Regions from separate parts of the Danio rerio genome. Here region 1 is linked to region 2. Evidence: chromatin contacts called from public Hi-C data. All regions are on one chromosome and are shown on one strand. Each heading gives the region's core, a stretch centred on a gene start, on an enhancer-like site or on the middle of the called end of the contact. The rest is flanking DNA. Distances are from core to core; before and after follow the strand shown. Region 1 holds the start of diablob (diablo, IAP-binding mitochondrial protein b). Region 2 holds the start of ccdc61 (coiled-coil domain containing 61).

Evidence for each region. A called contact is a pair of places that touch in the nucleus more often than the background predicts.
Region 1: a Hi-C map of an unstated tissue shows a contact between it and region 2, with 2.3 times the contacts expected there. The contact joins the promoter of diablob here to the promoter of ccdc61 in region 2. A contact is called at or near these places in 2 of 18 Hi-C or Micro-C datasets (hematopoietic stem cells and an unstated tissue).

Annotation. Positions count from the first base shown.
Region 1 is chr21:22,984,978-22,990,760 of GRCz12tu, reverse strand. It overlaps diablob (diablo, IAP-binding mitochondrial protein b), which reads left to right and starts at 3,743. Exons shown (of 6, transcript NM_001243034.1): 1 at 3,743-3,817; 2 at 4,218-4,353; 3 at 5,765-5,783. The coding sequence starts at 3,777. or113-4 (odorant receptor, family A, subfamily 113, member 4) reads left to right here and starts at 1,001. Exons shown (of 1, transcript XM_017352938.4): 1 at 1,001-2,089. The coding sequence starts at 1,118. The coding sequence ends at 2,074.
Region 2 is chr21:22,718,885-22,724,301 of GRCz12tu, reverse strand. ccdc61 (coiled-coil domain containing 61) reads right to left here and starts at 2,149. Exons shown (of 13, transcript NM_001077166.1): 1 at 1,964-2,149; 2 at 1,162-1,326; 3 at 990-1,072. The coding sequence starts at 1,309. lifrb (LIF receptor subunit alpha b) reads right to left here. Exons shown (of 18, transcript NM_001113732.1): 18 at 5,373-5,417.

The sequences.
Region 1 (5,783 bases), core at 2,494-4,993, 260 kb before region 2:
TGGTTTAATTTCAGTTCAATTCATCTTTATTTCTATAGCACTTTTACAATGTTGATTGTGTCAAAACAGCTTAACATAGAAGTTCTTGTAAATTGAAACTGTGTCAGTCCAGTGTGGTCATCCCGGATAAACGGGGAATGAGCTGCCACAAACACTGTAAGTTTGTATAGGGTGTGCTGAGGAGGAGTGAGGGGTCAGCAAGACCGGAGGCAACGGATAAGCCCTACTGTAATCCCCAGATCTGGCCAAGTGCTCATCGCTTTGTGGGGAACAACAGTGGCCCTCACAGTGAGGGAATAAGCTGTTCGCGAGCTCTGCATCAACAAGCTGGACCCCCAGACACATGATGCAGTAGCCGTACCCCTCATGCGGAGATAGGAACCATCGCATCTGGAAATGCATGGTCAGAACAAAGTCTTGAAAAATGTTACCCCTCTTTCAAGGGTCCGTATGAAACAACTGCAGGACTAGTAATGCATGGATGATTTGTTCAGAAAAAGAAGAAGAAGAAAAAGTACTCTGTGGAGCATAACAAAAGTGATTTTTACCTAAAGTCAAGAACAATTATTAACTTAGCACAAAAAAAGCATTATAATATTTACAATAACAATAATTAAAACAATTGTTGTAATATAATTATATAATTACAAAAAAATATTATAATATTAAAATAAATATATTATACTGAAGTTTATCGTAATGATGTTTAAAATTCAGACTTGGCATTACAATAATAAATACAAGAAGATAAAAGATAAACATTTTCGACAGCTGAACTTCACAATATTAAAAATTTTTTTTTACTATTGTATATTTTTGAGCAAGTCGATTCTGTCAGATTAACTTGTCTTTCACCCTGGCCATATACTCTGTCACACACACACATTACATACACAAACAAGACACCCGGTGGGATTCAGGTTAAAGATATTTAAAGCGTGATATTTTGAAACCCCTGGATTCATTCTTTTTTACTCTCTCACTCTCGCTGTGGCTTCAACATCACCTCAGAGGAGCTTTATCTAGATTAGCACTAGCAAGAAATGTGTAGATTTCACTGTTGATCTGTTCAGCATTAACAGCACCTATGTTAATTGTGTGTTGATATCTAATATTTATGAAAATGTCTAATTTTAATGAATCTGCATCTAACCTCACTCTGGGACTAATTGATCAAAATACTCCAATGAAGGCATCTTTGATTGTGACACCAAGTATTGTTTTCCTTTATGTCAACGGGGTCATGATCTTCACTTTAAGGAAAAAGGCTGTTTTTCAGGAGATGTCTCGCTATATTCTGTTTGGTCACATGCTTTGGGTCGATACATTGAGTCTCATTTTTAGTCTTTCAGTGTATATATGTGCTGTCTGTAGGTTTTTAATAATCAGAAACATCTGTCTTTTTCTTCTCGTTTCTGCAAAAGCTCTCTTTCATGTCTCTATCTTAAATCTGTCTTTAATGTCACTGGAGAGATATGTGGCCATCTGTTTTCCTCTCAGACATGCAGAATTCACCAGTTTTAAAATTACTCACACAGCTATTGTCGTTGTTTGGGTCTTGGGATTGATTCAGTGTTTGTCTGAAGTCATTATCTTCTATTCTTTTGATTCTGCAAACACAGTTCTGAATTCATTTTGCACAAGAATTATACTTTTCAGACTGCAGATCTACAAGAGCATTGACATAGCTTTCACGTGTATATTTTTTGTGTTGGTGTCTTTTGTTATAATCTTTACCTATGCCTCTATAGCAGCTGTGGCTAAAACTGCTGCTTGTGATAAACTGTCAGCCAAAAAAGCTAATAAGACTGTTCTTCTGCATCTAATACAGCTGGGTCTTGGTGCAATGTCCATCTTAGTTGGAGTTGTCCAAGAAGCTATTTATCTGTCTACTAACTATTTAACTGCAATAAATGTGATGTATTTTTGTTTTGTGGTGTTTATAGTTTTCCCCAAGTGTCTAAGTCCTCTTATTTATGGTATGCGAGATCAGGCTTTTTGTTGTCTCTTTAAATATTACTTCACATTCGGTAAAGGTAAAGTCAAACCAGTTTTAATAGAGCTACATGTGTAATAGCAATGGTTTAAACATTTGCACTTTGTATAGTGTTGTATGTTGCCACTATTTATTAAAGTTGAATCAGACATACTCAACAAACTGATGCAAACAAATGTTTGTCTTTATTATTTTTATTTATGTATTATATTATATCATATTATATTTCAATAAAGAATAACAGAGATGAATATTTTTCCACAGAGAACAGTCTTCAGGATCTAAATCCTTCACAAACACAAGCCTTTTCTTTAATAAGAAGTTAATCTTTGGGGTCTTTTGACACTTAGCATGATCAATAGACATGACTGATGGATGTGACCCACTCGTATTCAGACTTCAGTGAATGTGTCAGCTGGGAACATTTAGCAGAATCCTCATTCATGCCAAAAAAAAAAGTAAAAACGGCTTCTGAAGCTTCTGTGAGTACTTCGATGGCATGTTGGTGTCTAATTATTATTCATGCACTGAGTTTTCTTGTGAGAAGATGCTGCTTCTCGATTGTTGGTCAAGCTGTGAGACCGTAGTGTTGTCAGAAGTACCAACAACAGAAGTACCAAGTCTGTATTGAAATGTTGTTGTTGTTGTTGTTGTTGTTGTTGTTGTTGTTGTTGTTGTTGTTTGTTTTTGTTTTTTAATGTAGTGATCACAGCATTTCCTGCTTGTATTTTGTGCCTGAGTACTTTGGTCTTTTAAAAATAGATATGTGCCAGTGTACATTTTGAAATAAAAATATAAAAAATCTTGCATTTCTGCCGAATCTACATATAAGTTGTTCTTACTTAAGGAGCCAGATTCACACAAATTACTTGCGATTATAATAGATAATTCCCTTCAAAAATTATAATAAACTATATAACATGTGGCAACTATTTTAATGCAAACTAATAACTGGTCTCCATCAAAAAAAAGATGATGAAATAGTATGTAGCTATCAACTGTATCCAAGCACAGGAAAAAAAGAGAAAAATATTATTTGGGTCAAAGATGAGAAGGCTGATAAGGTTAGAAAGCAAAACACCTGCGGCACTTATTGAACAGTTCAAACTTGTTTTACAAACTTGACTATATAAATGTCATGACATTGTGGTTGGCCTTCAGGTAGACGTATATTTGTAGGGCTGGTTGTGGTGGTGGTTATGACAATTCAAATACAGCACATGTTATATAGACTCCCAAAAGAGAAAATTAAACTATGCATATATCAGCAATAAGGAAATTATACTTTTATTTTAAGTTTATTTAATAAATGTAATGCTTATATATATATTGCCAGATTACCCAAACAAACAAATCAACTAAGTGGATTAATTTACAGAGATTAATTTTTACTTAAAGAATAATAATCTGTGCTAGCAAAATAAACATTGTAAATTTCACATATGGGGTTTAATGTGTTCTTGAACACTCTTCCAGGCCCGTATGGGGGGTTTAGGTGGTTCGAAATACATACCCCCTTTTTATAAGTTTTTAAGTTTTATTTATTTTAAAATTCTATACTTATAACATTATTTATAAAACTGTAATAACTTACAGTTTAAACGCACATTTGTCAATAAACACTTTGTGTTAAAAAAAAAAAGGTATGGGAAGCACTTTGACAAAATTGTGAAAGAAATGTTTGTTGCATCAGAAAGTGGATATGAATCAAGATGTTAAGAGTGCAATTCTCTTCAACACCGACAGAAGGAGATGTTACAGTTTCATCATCTTAACAAGTATGGCGGCGTACAGGAGGAAGTTGTTCGCTGCAGGACTGAGGTTGTTTATTTATTCATCGGTATCAAGTAACGTTATTACGTTTAACTTTATCTAACTTGTATAACGTTAGTATTTGTTGTTGTTTGTACAATCACCAATAACAGACCACGCTTAACTTTAGCTAACTTATACATATGTCGTATCTGTACAATCATCAATAAAGGACCAGTAGTTGCTTAAACAAACGTAACGTTAGCGTTGACCGATCAATGTTTTGGCAGTTGTAGAAAACATTCGCTAATGATTCTACTCCATTGTAGAGCTTATTTTCTGCTCCACTTGGCCTAGTTTGTTAAATTTATCTTTACGAAATGCTGCTTTTGACTTGAGCAACTGTATTATTCGTCATAAGGTGTTGTTGCTTTCCCCTTAACTTTTGCTGTTGTTGTGTGTACGTTAGCTATGCAGCTTCGTTGTTGAGCAGCGGCGGCTCGTGTCAGGCTGGCCGGAGACTCTTTCTGCTGCCCGGGATCTTCAGGAAACACCGGAGGACTTTGAGTGTCACTGGTGCTATTTGTGCTGTTCCCTTCCTTCAGGTCTGCACAACAACACTGTCACTGCACTATACACTATTTTACTGATAAAATGTCTAAAATTTAAAAATGTAACAAGCAACAACAGTGTTTAGGAGATAAACTGGTTGTCAATTACGGACTGAGGTTTTTGCAACTAATCGTAGGCTGTTTTACCCCCCTAAAATTAATAACATATTCACAATTTACTCGCACTTGAGTCTAATTTTATTTGAATATATTTATTTTGTTATTATTTGTTTCATTTTAGTAAACACTCTGGTATACAGTGAAATGCTTACACAACCGCCTTTGACCTTAAAAATAATAAAAACAATAATAATTTAACAAGATTTGAAGAAGTTATGCAATAGAAAATAAATAAAACTATTCAAAGACTTTCACAATAGAGTAAGTGAATGTAGAAAAGCAGTACAAAGTATAAAAATATAGCTTATCTGTACAAACAGAAACATAGAAGTGTTTCTAACAAAGTGAGGAAGTGTGTATCCTATACATTAGATCAGTGGTCACCAAACTTGTTCCTGGAGGGCCGGTGCCCTGCAGATTTTAGCTCCAACCCTAATCATACACACCTGAACAAGCTAATCAAGGTCTTACTAGGTATTCTTGAAACATCCAAGCAGGTGTGTTGAGGCAAGATGGAGCTAAACCCTGCAGGGACACCGGCCCTCCAGGACCAGGATTGGTGACCCCTGCATTAGATGGTTTGTCAAGCCCCCTTACATGTATAACATATAACATATATAATATATAAGTTCCAATTCTTAAGTTAAATTATTTTATTTAGCATAAAATAATATATTTTGTAAAAACCATTGACTTCCATAGTAGTTAAAATACATGCTATGAAATTTAATGTCGCAAGCTTTCTTCAAAATATCCCCATTCTGTTCAATGACTGAAAGAAAGTCAAGCAGATTTGGAGTAATAGGATGTAAAGGACTTGTTCAAAGTAAAGGATGAGTAAATTTTGATGATAGAATTTTCAGTTTTGGGTGAACTATCCCTTAGAAATAAAAATACTGTAACAGCATTATTATATGTTATCTATTTTTAAACCATTTCAGATTTAATTTATTATCTAACATCCCAATGCAGATTTTTTTGTTGTTTTCACAAAAGCGATAATATTATTTAAAAGGTGTTTTATATTTTTTATTTGTAACATTTTGTGCAAATATTTTAATCTACAAGCAGGCATGTTTATTTTAGTTTGACAATCAATTTTATGGCCTACCAATGCAAATACTTGCGACTTGGCTCATGTATATTTCTGACTGGTCTTGAAAAATGAACTAGCTTATTCATATTTATGAGCTTAATTTAATTTCTGTTATTTTCACCTAAATTCTGACCAGAAGGAAGAAAAAAACACACTTTAACTTTTCTTTTTTGCCTTTGTCTCATTTAGAAACCAGAAAATCTGTCCC
Region 2 (5,417 bases), core at 900-3,399:
AGTTCATTCCGCTGTCGGATTATGGCAACACGAGGAGAACATACCAACTCTACACAGAAATGCCAACTGTCCCAGCCAGGGTTCGAACCAGTGACCTTCTTGCTGTGAGGTGACCATGCTACCCACTGTGCCACTGTCGCCGTGACGACACAGTTTAACGTTTGAAAATAAAATTCTAGTTTTACAGCTTTAAATAACATTAGTTACAAAAAAAACTAAATGTACATTATATAGTATATTACTGTTTTTATATAAGGTTTAGTTTTACAGTGAATTTTACAACAGCATTTTATTTTGTATTCTTTAAGTAATACTTCGTAGGAGTAGTAATATTTATAAAATAATAGATTGTATTAGTGCTCAACCAATTATTATTTTTAATTTTTAGTTTGATCATGCCCCCTTTACTTCTGCCTTATAGCAATTGTATGTAAACAATTATAATGTTTATGTATTTATAATGTGTTTCAATGTTAATAATAGTGTATATGTATCTATTTTACTTTCATTTTATGTCAAGCCTTTCATGGACAGAGTTGAGAATTAGCAAGTCTACTAAACACTACTAAACACAAACAAATGCATCTGGTTGTCCAGTGTAATTGTGATGTCTATGTCAAAAGAAAAAAAAAATAATAATAAATTAATATTAATGCGAACATAAGGGTTTATCAAAAGCATTTAAGACTGTTTAAAAACTTAATAGCTTACAAAAGGTCGATGTTTAATGGTTAACACTTACTGTAAAAATTTTAAACTAATTTAAAAAATATATTGAGAAAATCTTTTTATTTCTGGAACTGCCATATATTTTATAGTTAAATTCTAGTTTTATGGTTAAATTTATAAATAAATTCTGACAAAATTGTTTATCCCTACAAAATACATCAGAAACTAAAATAATATTCATCAGTAAAAAAATAAAATCTTAATAAGCTTTCAAAATCAAGATCCTATTAGTTTAAATAAGACTTACTCCTCAGACCCACCTTGTGAACAGCAGACTCAAGCATGCTGCAAAATACTGGAAACTGTTTAAAATTCCCAGTTTTTCTGGTCAGGTCCTCAATATCTGATTGCAGAACAAAAGTTTGTAATGGCATAAAAGAACATGACATTCAAAGTAAGCCGACAGTAAATGTCAGTTTTAACATGACTTACAAGCAGGATCGAACTCTCCTCTCCACTGGTCTGCTGTCACGACATCTGAAATCTCTACGATTAGCAACCTCTCAGCCATCTCAACCTTGACAGCAAATTCAGACCCACGAAATTTCATTTCTTCCTGCACAACCGTGCCCACCTCCATTGCTTGCCACTGACAGCCTAAGGAAAACATTGCACAGGGTTTAATAACATGATCATTGCAGTTCATAATAGAGCTATAATCAGCATTACTTGATAACATACATGCTATATGTAGATAAATCTCATATACTAAGAGCAACTACAGTACCTTATCAAACCATAACAGTCAGTTTAATCAGAGGTTTAATTTAGAAAGTATGGGTTTATTATTTTAGTGCTGTTCATGTCAATAACACATCAAGGTGTCCATTGCAAATGTCAACTTCACTGCCATGACACAGGATTTGGGTCATGGACCATTTGAATGAATAAGGCTCATATTTCTTTACACTTCACTGAATTCCGTGAATTTTACGGATAAAATGGTGTTCTTAGCTCGTTTAGAAACGAATTAGTACACAACACACTCATGTTTCAAACTACTAAACAACTGATTGAGTAAGTGCTAACGTTAACCCTTAAGATTTGCCATAAGACTGGGCTAGTCGAACAGCAACATTATCAAAACAGTCGCAGAAATACACAAATACATCATATGTCATCGTTTTGAAACCAACAGAGAAATATGTGACAACAAAAGACGACATATATGCCCTTGATAACGTTAAGATAGATGCATGTCAGTCCATACACAACTAGCACGCTAGCAACATACCCGTTATTGGTGGAAATGCTTTAGGCAGGCAAGAGCTGTACGATTAAAAACCTACATTTAAAGCAAGGGTTAAATAAAAGTACAAAAAACAGAAAGATGATAAAAATGTCTTCTATTTCAATTTAGCGAAACATATTCAGTAAACTGGTCGTCACTGCCTCGAACAACTGAAAACAGCGGCTCAATGACCGGGAATTTAAAAATCCCGCCCACAACTGTTCACATTGGTCAACTCGTGTAGATGCTAGGTTCCTATTGGCTGCACTGCTTGCCAATCAAACGAAAAGCCTTTCTTTGTGGCAACGCCTTCGACTTCACGCCCATAAAACTGATTTTCAAGCGGTAGCCTACTCACTACTTTCTTGATCATAGCTTTTACCTTTTTTTTCACAAATAATTATAAATAACATAAAGGTTTACATTCCATGTGCTTTTTAATGATACTTATAGTATAACTATATACCCAAGGTACTTTTTTAATTTCTTTCCATTTTGTACACATATTATTTTGAAGGGATTTTATACTAATGACAAAAAATATAATTACACATAAACTGAATTTTCAAGTAAAATTTGACATTCATAAATGTAAATACACAAACTAATTCTTAAAGCAAGAATTGTATTGATTCCAAAGTAAATCTTTCGTAATTTTATTATAATAATTATTATTATTTTTTTCAATTTATCTACATTTTTTCCAATGTAGAACCTATATGATGATATATGCACATATATGAAACCTGTATGCAGTATGCACATAAATGACTATATATATGCTGCATATGTCAATGCCACAAATAGGCAGAATTGAGGTGCATATATGTGCTTATACAAGCCATGTCTCCTGTGTTGCTTCTTTATATCTACATATATGCCCTTTATGTCCTGTACATACAAGATATCTCCTATAACTCATATCACACCTTGGCAGCAGTCATACATGATGCGTTCATATTTTCTATTATCAAGACAATAAGAACTAACTAAAAAAAAATAACATGTGCGAACACTTGAAATTAGTATCACATGTAATTGGCATGTTATTGAATTTAACTATGGCAAATAAGTGAGAGGAGATGGAAAGCTATTATGTCTACAAGTTTTCCTGAAACATTCACAAGGTCAATTCTTTCTTGTATGTAGATATATTGGAAAAGAAGGAAATGCATAACAAAATGGTTTGTAGATTTTTTTGTTTGTTTGTTTTTCTGTTCAGTTTTTTTTTTTTTTGTCTTATTTTTGTTCTTGTACGACTTTTTTTCTTGTACTATTTTATTGTTTTACGTTAAGTAAACAAAAAATGCAAATTTCTACATGGGCTTTTATTTATGTTGTCTAGCAGCTATGGGTTTTAATAAAATGCATATGTATGCGTGTACGCATATGCACGTATATATGAACACATTTGTGAATATATGCACATTATAATATAGGAAAATGGCCAATTTCATATATGTCACAAATAATAAAAACCTATATCAAAACCTATAAAACATATGTTTATCAAGATTGTTTCTGTGTGTAGTGTAAGTTTTTTATACTTTAGCGTCATCCATTTTACAGTATATTTGTTTAGGCCTGTAGCCATGAGGGGTTTGGATGGTTTGAAAGACCCAGCCCTCAACGACAAAGGTCCAGAATCTGTCCCATACATGAACTCGTTTGTCCTTTTTTGACTGCTACACCATTATAATTAGTGAAAATAACCCATTGAAAAAGGCTTTAAGACCAAGCCAAATCATCTGTTGACTGTCACATCAGTGTGACTTCTGTTTATCAGTTTTGGCCAATGCAAACTGTTATTTTTCATCCAGTCCAACATCCAGTTGTGCAAAAAAACATACAATGTAAGTGAAGAAATCTTTCACTACTGTATTGTTTTTAAATATAAAAAAAATATTTGCATGTAACTTTTATACTGAATCTTGGACCTTATTCTTGAAACAAAAAATAAACAATTTAAAGGTGTGAAAAACCAAAAGCGGCCCATGCTAAAATTAATTTGAATAAATTGTTGTTATCCATGAATTTTCTATGAAATATACTTTCTTTCTTTTTTTACAAGAGAGGCTAGACAAATCATGAAGCTCAAATTTTGAAGCTTAAATTCTGACTTAGGAAAATTGAAAGTGCTGGCCAGTTTTTTTTTTTTTTTCGCCTAAATAATGACAATCGGCTACAGTTGTTAATTAAAAAACTGTAATTAACAGGACAGTTTTCAAAATTTCTATTTTAAAAAAACTGAAAAAAAAAATTTTCTTATATGGCACATATTATATTTGTAGTTTAAAAATAAGTATTTATTCATATTTCTTTATTCTAAATCTTTTAAAATATTTTGGTACATTAAAAAGTGTGGGTTTGATGACCATCCGACAAGTTAATTCAGCTAAAAATATTGCTTAATATGTCACTAAAATTGAGAATTTAAATCTCATAAATAAATAATAAATGAGGCAAATAACCCCTATACATTAGGCTGGCTTCAGACCTGTTGTCAGTTGTATTTTATTATTATTAGCTTATGTAGAGTTGCTTCATTATCATCATGTTTTCTTTATAAAAACAATTTGTCATGACAAATGTAAATAAAATAAAAGAAATACGCAGTCCACAGGAGGGAACTACACAGCTGTACTGGATCACTACAACACCAACATCAAGATAAAAAAAAAAAATGTATATATAAATTAGTGAAACAATGTGAATTCTAGTGTTGAGAAAGGTCAATGCTTTATTTCATCACATTATTTAAAAACAACACAACTCCTTTCAAAAGATTGTTTTTAGAAAACAGTATAATACCATATAAATAACACAAAAATTCAGACATTTACATAATACATACATACATAGTATGCCTTTTATTTAAGAATGATGATGCATTTCCAACTCAAACTAAATATTGAGCAGGGGAGAGGGTTTTATTTTGAGCTCCGCCTCTCATTTTTCACTCTCACCAGCCGTCAAACTGATGTCATCAGAGAAGAGCTGCCATTCCAGAGCTGAAGGCTAGAATTTGATTAAAGATTACCAAAACAATCTTTTTATTTCAGTGGATTATCTTACTGAGGCACTGATTAACTGTTCACATTAAGACTTACCATGTGCGCTAGTAAAATAAACATTGTAAATTTTGATTTCACACAGACTTTAAACATTAGCACAACACTGAGGTCTATATAATGCAGTTATACATTTGGAGGTACATTCACTTAGCAGATGCTTCTGTCTTACAGTTGAGGAGACGTTCAGCGATTCAACAATAAGAGGTAATACACACAAGAAGTGCCAATTATACAAATGAACGGTTTGTGCTCAGAGTATTAAGTGCTAGAGATAGGACGGGGGAGTGTTTCGTTTTTTAAAGAGAGAGAGAAGAGTGTTTCTACAGGTGGTTTGTCAAGCCCACTCACCTGTGTGAAGCTCGCTTCATAAATGCGCAGTGTTT